Regions from separate parts of the Mus musculus genome. Here regions 1 and 2 are each linked to region 3. Evidence: chromatin contacts called from public promoter capture Hi-C data. All regions are on one chromosome and are shown on one strand. The core of a region is the stretch at or near the end of the contact, and the rest is flanking DNA. Distances in the headings are between cores, read along the strand shown.

Region 1 (2,750 bases), core at 75-2,574, 210 kb after region 3:
TACATGGCTGACTTCCTCTCCTTGTCTTCTTATGTCTGTCTCCTCAGAGTTCCTGGGCCAATCTATTTATTCTAACCTGAGTTCAGCTACTTGCTGGTTTATGTCCATCTCCTCAGTGTTTGTGGTGAATCTCCCATGCTTCTGATTATTTCCCAGAATTCTCTTTATTTCTGCTGAATGTCCCACCTCCTATTTTCTGCCTCAGCTCATTGGCCATAAGCTTTTTTTATTGACAGGTGATGCTTATTAATAGATTCTCTCTACAGTGTATGTGTGCTTGTGTGGGGAATAGTGAAGTGGGAGGTTGGCTGCTTGTATCTGTGCACATACAGAGACCAGGAAGGAGACTTTTGTATAGTCTTCTTTTTTGGTTGACCTATTCCATTGAGTCAGGGTCTCTCCCTGAACCCGGGGCTATGTTTTCTTAGCTAGGCTAGGAGCTAGCAAACCCTAAAGATCCTTGTGTCTCCACCTTCACCCCCAAATTGGGGGCTGGACACCCAGCTTGTTATGTGGGTCCTGGGATTCAAACTGTAGACTTCATGATTGATCAGCAATCACTCACTGCCTAGTCATTTCTCCTGCCCCTATCTGGACTTAGAGCAAGCATACCTTTGAATGATAATCCCCACCTTGCTTCTTTAGTTCTGTATCTTCTGAGCTTGAATCCTTGCAGGTATTTGATAAGTCTTTCCCTAACAATGGGACAGATTCCAGAGCACATCTTCAATAGTCCCTCTTTTCCTTTCTATGAAGCTGTTACAGTTGTGACCTCTGGAGGTCAGAGTGTCAGGGTTAAGGAAGCTGGTGCTCCTTCTTCAGCAGGAACATCTGTGCTGGCAGATGTGAGACTTGCCATGTCTGATACAGGCTTGACAGACTGGTCACTGGAGTAAAGGTTAGAGTAAAGCATTTAAAAGTAACAGAGATAAAAGCAGTTAAGCCACAATTGATGCTAGGCAAGGAAGGCTTTTTTAAGCTTTGAGATAGATTTGTATAAAAGATAAAAACACAGCATCTGCAAAGAAGTCAAAGATTTAAAGTCCTAAGTACACAAAGGATTCATAGGTCAATAAGAAATCTACTCTAGGGCTTCACATTTGCTAGTGTTAATCCCATTGGTCAAGAATAAGACCCGTTTACAATTTAAAGCTAGTTTTAATTAAATACTCACCAAGATTGACTCTAGTCATGTCCAGAAAATGGCCACAAGTCATGTTTTGTAGGGGCGTAACAAGGCAAAACCGATCATTCATATTTTCTATTAGTTCCAGTTAGGGACAAGCATACATCCTGATGCATTTCCTGCCCATGTACCTCCCACCCACATGTGATCAAGCACATCCCATCAGATGGGTCAAACAAACCTAGGAAAAACAGGAGCTTATTCTTAATTGTAAGCAGAACTCTCAACCTGCAGGTCTATTTTTTCTGTTTTTTAAAGATTTATTTATTTTGTTTATGTATGTGAGTACACTGTCCTACTGCTGTCTTCAGACACACCAGAAAAGATCCCATTACAGATAGTTGTGAGCCATCATGTGGTTGCTGGGCACTGAACTCAGGACCTTTGGAAGAGTAGTCAGTGCTCTTAACCACTGAGCTGTTTCTCCAGCCCCTCCTGTTTTAGTCTCACAGGGAAATTAAAGATACAAACAAGAAGGCCAAAGCAGGGGGATGGCATACACGAGGAGATCGGTGTAGAAGGAGGAAAGCAGCTACTTTTATAGTTAAATAGAAAATAGCCTATTTCTAGGTAATGGATGCCATTAAATTAAGAGATTAAAAGATCCTGGTAAATTTTAGGCCAGGTGTAGTAGGGCTGCATACTTTTAATTTAATCTCAGTATTTGGAAAGCAGAGGCAGGTGGATCTCTCTGAGTTCAAAGTAGCCTAGGTATATAGTGAGCTCCAGGACAGCAAGGACTACCTAGAGAGAGATCCTGTGTGTGTGTTTTTAAGTTTACCTGCATATATATGTAAATATATGTACATATATATATATATATATTATACCTATATGCAGGAAAATTATATATAAGTAAACTTTAAAGTAAACTTTTAAATATGCTTTTGGCAGAAATCAATGTGACATAACATTTAATAGAAGTAATTTGGTAATGCTTGAGAGCCTTATTTTTTTTTAATGTTGTGACTACTACTTTCATTTCTAGGAATCTATCTTAATGCTATTAAGGATGGAGACAAATAAAATATTTGCATAAAATTCATCATTTATCACAGTATTTTTATAATAGAAAAAATCTTAATTAAAGATTTATGTGAAAAAGTACTTCCTTAAATGGAAAATTATGCCAGGATGTTCTATTTCTTTAAAAAAGATTTTTTATAAGATCTATTTATATTTTATGTGTTAAGTCTTTTGCTTGCATGTATGTTAGTAAGTGTACTCCATGTGCAGTGCCGTGGAGGTCAGAAGAGGGTGTCAGATGCCCTGGAACTGGAGTTCCAGTCATCTTGAGGGTTCTGGGAACTGATCATCCTTTGTAAGAGTCACAAGTGCTCCTAACCGTCGCACCATCGACCTGCACTCAGGTCCTGGCTGTTCTTCACTGGTAGGTTCTGAACAGACCAGGAGATCAGAAAACAGAGAAGATGGGAAAGTTGAGGCCCAGGAGGTCTCATATAAACTTTGTCTTATCTCAGCAAGTTTATTTTATCATACATACATCATATATACGGTTTGCAGGGAAAGGAGACAGAAGAAACTTTCATATGATGGTTGAAGT
Region 2 (2,773 bases), core at 126-2,625, 250 kb after region 3:
GGGCAGGAGGATCTCTGTGAGTTCGAGGCCCTGAATGTGTAATCTCAGGGCTCTTAAGGAGAGCTTGGACGTGGAGAAAGGAGAATCCTAGAGCTCTGTAGGCCAGCTTGCTGTAACCAATACAGACACTGCCCCAAACAGGATGGAAGACAAAGGCCTACATCTAAGGTTGACCTCTGACCTCTGCACATGTGCTATGCTGTGTATTCACCACACAAAGATACATACATGTACAAAACAACAACGCTAACCATAATGGAAAGGGACTAACTTGATTTTTACTTTACGATTTTTTACTATTTGTTATTTCTGGTTATGCACAATTGAAACGCATGCATAAAATAAATACTTTTTAAAAAGGCATTATGAAGAGAATGAAAGGTAATTCAGAGATTAGGGGAGGCTGGAGAGTTAAGAGCTCTTGTAGAGGACCCAGGTTCCAACCCTAGAATACATATGGTGGCTCACAACCATGAGTAAGTCCACTTCCGGGGAATCTGACACCTCCTTTTGAGCTCTGAGGGCAGCAGGCACACACATGGTACACACAGGTACATGTAGGCAAAACACACATAAAATAAATCTTTAATAGTTAAGATTTGGTCTGTTATCTCGCAGCACATTTAAATGTCTTCTAAACCCATTAAAAAGGATGTACAATACAAAAAAAACTGGACAGAATAATGTAACAGGATTTTATGTACAAGGATATTTTATAAAGTCAAATCCATCAGAGAAGGTGCGTCATCTCATTAATCATCAGGGAAATGCAAATTAAAGCCATGACTCACACACTGGGGAGCTGAGGGGAACCGCTGAGAAGCGTCAAGTCTGGGAAAGGATGCAGAGCAATTAGCACTTAAATCGGCAAACAGGACTCCAAGTGTGCTCAGTCACGGGTGCTTATGCAAGAGCCTCACTGCAGCATCAGAGCCAGCGGCTGCTGAGGGCGGCATGAAGGACTGGATGTGGTCAGGAATGATTTGGTCTTATTCTGCATTGAGTTCCTTAATAATGTGTTGATTCGTGTTGATTCATGCATTATTGATATTCCTAATTGTAAGTAGCATTAGAAAGAATAAGCCATATTTAAATGCAACACAAATTGTTAAAAGGAGCAATACTGAGGTGTGCACGCCAGGAAATAACCTCTTCCCACACTTGTCCCTGCTCCCCGTTGACGCACGTCAATATCTAGAGGCGGGCGCTGAGCAGACACCTCCTGGCCTCCAGCAGGAGCCTGGCAGTGTTCATTTATCTGTGTTATCTGTGTCCTTCTCCTGGGTAATTGCTTTCTGCGATGAGGGGCCCACGGTCAGGGTGACTCATCCGTGTGGCTGCATTGCGCTAGCTCATAATTGGTTTAGGCTGGAGCTGTTTGACAGAAGGTCTGATGTGGGAAAAGCTTCCTGCTCTAATAAAAGATATACCGGAACCCACAGTGCCCCTGAGGCTGCTTTGTCAGGATTTGATGTTAGGGACTTTTGCATCTGTCTCAAGATGGTGAATGAAGCAGTCGGGCGTTTATCCAGTGTGCTGCTGGGGAAGCAATGAGGGAATGGCAGAGGGAAAGGCAGAAAGAACCCGAGTCCTCAGTGGTTTACTGAAGTCACTGCACTCAGCCTTGCGGCTTCCAGGCTTGCCTTGAGATTTGAGTTAGCAATCTATTGTTTGTAGCAAGGTCACCTGACACCCGCACATTCACCATGGGCTGAAGTCACAAAGAGCTGGCAGTGCACATACTGTTCTGCAGTGAAGTCTCTGGCTGTTAGTCTTTTCCCCAGAATTCTTAGGTTAGGCAGTGGTGGCACATGCCTTTAATCCCAACACCTCCGGAGGCAAAGGCTGGCAGAAAAAAGGAAAAGTTCTAAATTGGGAATGATGGTGTGTATCTATAATCCCAGCACTCAGGAGGAGACTATAGAGGTTGTAAAGGGGATTAGTCCAGCCTAGGCTATCCAGTAAATTCAAGGCCTGGGCTATATAAGAACTCAGTTTGAAAAAACAAATTGGTTATAATGGTGCACACCTTTAGTCCAGCACAAAGTGAGTTTGAGGCTGACCTGGCTTACATACCAAGTTCCAGGACAGCCAGGGCTACATAGTGTGACCCTGCCTCAAAAACAAAATAATCCAAAGTGAAGAGCTGGCAAGATGGCCCATCAGGTCAAGCACTTGATGGGCAAGCCTTATCACCCATGTGTACATTTTCATCCCTGGCACCCACGTAAGGGGGCGGGGCGTGAGAGCAGACGCCATAAAGTTCTCTAACTCTGCCCCCTGCACATGCTTATACATGTGCCCCCCACCGAGAGTAAAGACAATTTTAAAAGTCTAAGAATTAGGGAACTTGTTTTTGCAGAATGAATTTGTGAAGGCAAACTTGTTGAATTAAACAGCATATACACTTAAAGTTGATATTTAGCATTCAGAGATACTGCACCAGAAGCACTGAAAATCCTCAGACTTGCCCTGCCCACCCAACACAAGCAGCAGGAAATTAGAAACCGTTTTTAAGGGATCACACAGCTTCTATTCTCAGTAGCAATGGGACCCCGCTGTTGTTTTTCATGTTCACCAATGCTGACTCTGTTCAGTTATTTAAATTTACCCGTCAGTAGGTTAAAACCTCTTTTATATCCTGACATTTGCAATTTACTGTTAGTAGGGACTGTAGCATCTTGCTCACTGGGGTCTTTTGTACCCAGTTTTTTCTTACTCTGTTTATGGTACTCTATAAAGTGTTGATTTTCTGTGGCAAGTACATTCTCAT
Region 3 (2,714 bases), core at 59-2,558:
TCCAAGGACATTCATTATTCAGTGTGGCGGAGTGGCAGAGTCAAGGTTGGAGTTTAACTCCGGTGCCTAGAATCTGACCACCACTCAGTGTCAGCCATCAGCATCACAAGGGAATGTGACCACTCGGGAACACTAATGGAGCATTTCAACGCATATTAAGACAACAGTGCAAACTCTTTACAATAACTCTATGGAATCTGACTTTAGTGGGGTTGTCTTAAATAATTAATGAAATGATTTGCATGTGGCTGATGGGGGGGGGGGAGTCTCCAATTAAGCACTTAAAGCTACCCTTTGCACATCCCCAGTCACAAAGAAGTTGCACAGCTGTCGAGTGGTGGCCAAGGGATTGGGTCTATGTCTGATTGCAGCCGCTTAACCACGTTTGATATTTACGTGAAAAGAGGAAACCGGCTAAAGCGTAGTGAATCTCTGGGCGACAGAAAAGCAAGCCTTTGAACCCCGAACCCAGAGTCAAGCAAATAAACCTACGTTTAAAAAAATCCATCAGCTAAGAGTAGAGCAGGTTACCCAACACCCTGGCTTTAGAGCCCCACCCCTCCGACGCGGCTGCTCTAATGGTGAAGACAAGAGAAAGCACACAAGGTGTCAACACAGCTCCTGGCCACAACCTAAGCCATCAAAGAGTGTTAGGTGTTATTAAGAACAAAAAGGATGGCACGATTCAAATCACCATTTCTGCACCGTGGGTTCTTTGTCTTGCCAAGTTGCCCCAAACTGTGGGTCAGGCAGGTTCAGGGGGAAAAACAAAGTGACTCCCCCGCCGTGTCACACAAGTTCCTCCCCCGCCCTGGTGTGCAGCCACCTTGGGACTCCACTTTTTTTGGCGCCGCGGGGCCGGCCACTCCGGGGATGCAGAGGTCCGGCGGAGCATCCTTCCCATTCCGCCCGAGAAAGAGGCTGCACGCAGGAGGGAAGCCTGGCTTCCCACGCTGCCTCGGAGTGAGGGGCTGTTAATGTGTCTCCCGTGGTTCCCAGACCTTCTCTAGAAAGAAAGCTGCTCTGACTCCCGCTTCAAGCCCAACTTCCTCCCCGGGCGGCTCCCCGGCTCTGCGCTCCCGCCGCGGCTGGGACAGAGCGAGCGGGGAGGAGCGCGGCTGCTGTCCGGGCGGCACAGCGAGCCGCGCCAGGGGACCCGGCGACCCCGTCCTTCCCGCGCCCAAGCGCCCGCAACCGCTTACCAGACGGCGGCCGCTTCCTGCTCAGTCGGCTCACGGCGCGGGTGAACATCGCCGCGGGCGTCCAGAGGACGGAGCAGCCGGGCAGCGCGGCGGCTAAGCCCGAAGAGGGCAAGGAGGAGGAGGAGCCCGCGCGACGCCGCCCCTCCAGGCTCCGCCCGCCGCCTCCTCCCCGCCGCGCTCCCCTCTCCCTGCCCACCCGCGCCCGTGGGCACTGGGTCCAGCCCTCAGTTACCCGCGCAGGGCAGGGCGCGGTGGCCCCGGGTGACCCTCAGCTCCCGCGCACATCCCGGTCCCTCCCCTCGCGGCCTGGAGACATACAGCGTTCGGTGTCCCTGCCAGGCCCGAGTCACCTCCCAGATCGCCCCCGGGTCTACCCGATTCCGTGGGCGCGCGGCCTGCTCACGCCGCGAATGCCCGGGAGGCGTCACCAGAGTCCCGAGCCAAGCCGCCGCGAGTGGGCGCCCACTCTGGCCCACGCCACGCCTGTGCCGGGGCTTCCAAGCCCCGGGACAAACCTCGGAGAACGCTGTCTGGAGCCTCTGCGGTTTCAGAGTGGATCTGAGCGCGCCAGCACATTTTTTAACTTGGACGACACTTGGGTGCAGTCTCAGGAGAACCTTTGCGCTCAACTACCGGAATCCTGTAGATCCCAGCGCCGGGCTCAACGCTCCTCCTGGTGCCAGTCACCTGCTCAGCGCCGCGCTCCACGCTCATCTAGTTTCCCATTTCTTTTTACCAAACAGCCCAAGAGGGGGGTGTCGTTAGCCCCATTTTCTTGAGCATTCGGTTTGCAAGGAATTGTCTTTCTGGCGAGTTTTATTTTTCTCCTTGTGGGTCTGGCTTTGTCTCGAAATTGGTCTTTATTTTTAGCTGTGCTAATTGCTATTTTTCTAAACCATTCCCCAGTCGCCCCCCCAACCCCCCGCGCGCGTTCTTTCGCAGGATTTTCACTAGTTGGCACTTTCCTTTATATCTTCTATTCTGAGCTTCCCATTTTGCTCTATTTTCCTCCCTTTTTGTCCACCCTGCAGTCCCAACGCCACCTCAGCCCTGGCCCTCTGTGGTTATTCACCATCTCTCTGCCTACCCTTCCCCACTCCATCATTTCCAAACACGGCCATTTGTGCTATCCAAAGAGGATGTTCCGTCCCCTGAAGGCTGCAGAGGTCTTCAGCTGCGGCTTGCAGGTGAGCACCATCAGTGTGGCTTCCAAGCCGGGGTTTCTGAATGTCTCCAGCTGCTATTGCCGCCCGCCCCCCCCCCAAGCTTCCTGGCCATTGAAATAGCTCTTGGGTCATAGGCTCTGTAAAAGCTGAGCCTAAACCGACACAGACACAGACATAATGGTGCTCTCCTTTAATCCCAGCAACCCCAGCACTCCGGAGGCAGAAGCAGGAAGATTCTTTGAGTTAGAGGACACCCTGATATACATAGCAATGTCTAAGGCAGCTACATAGAGAGTCAGAAGGAAGGAGTCAGAAGGGAGGGAGGGAGGGAGGGAGGGAGGGAGGG

The links. Promoter capture Hi-C pulls out the DNA fragments that hold promoters and counts their contacts.
Region 1: a contact with region 3 is called in a promoter capture Hi-C map of the HPC-7 cell line. The contact joins the enhancer-like site here to the promoter of Rgs10 in region 3. A contact is called at or near these places in 11 of 39 promoter capture datasets (the 3T3-L1 cell line, the C10 cell line, the HPC-7 cell line and 6 more), 2 of 484 Hi-C or Micro-C datasets (bone marrow-derived macrophages and nephron progenitors), 11 of 115 datasets of contacts at active chromatin or transcription factors (the 230-238 cell line, CD8 T cells, bone marrow-derived macrophages and 7 more) and 3 of 9 other capture datasets (adipose tissue, liver and macrophages).
Region 2: a contact with region 3 is called in a promoter capture Hi-C map of embryonic stem cells, with 34 read pairs. The contact joins the enhancer-like site here to the promoter of Rgs10 in region 3. A contact is called at or near these places in 11 of 39 promoter capture datasets (the C10 cell line, the HPC-7 cell line, HPC-7-derived erythroid cells and 8 more), 3 of 484 Hi-C or Micro-C datasets (bone marrow-derived macrophages, common lymphoid progenitors and embryonic stem cells), 10 of 115 datasets of contacts at active chromatin or transcription factors (T-cell acute lymphoblastic leukemia, bone marrow-derived macrophages, embryonic basal ganglia and 5 more) and 3 of 9 other capture datasets (adipose tissue, liver and pancreatic islet).

What each region holds. Positions count from the first base shown.
Region 1 is chr7:128,630,002-128,632,751 of GRCm38.p6, forward strand. The region is part of intron 1 of Inpp5f (inositol polyphosphate-5-phosphatase F); the gene reads left to right. Among named protein-coding and RNA genes, the nearest start is that of Inpp5f, 20 kb to the left of the region's middle. Within about 2 kb of position 1,325, at least 7 of the 459 cell types and tissues checked have an H3K27ac peak or open chromatin away from gene starts, as enhancers often do. A contact at or near this core is called in the HPC-7 cell line, where this site is marked.
Region 2 is chr7:128,671,261-128,674,033 of GRCm38.p6, forward strand. All of the region lies in intron 9 of Inpp5f (inositol polyphosphate-5-phosphatase F), which reads left to right. Among named protein-coding and RNA genes, the nearest start is that of Inpp5f, 61 kb to the left of the region's middle. Within about 2 kb of position 1,376, at least 186 of the 459 cell types and tissues checked have an H3K27ac peak or open chromatin away from gene starts, as enhancers often do. A contact at or near this core is called in the HPC-7 cell line, bone marrow-derived macrophages, embryonic basal ganglia and 6 more, where this site is marked.
Region 3 is chr7:128,416,864-128,419,577 of GRCm38.p6, forward strand. Rgs10 (regulator of G-protein signalling 10) reads right to left here and starts at 1,309. Exons shown (of 5, transcript NM_026418.2): 1 at 1,203-1,309. The coding sequence starts at 1,251.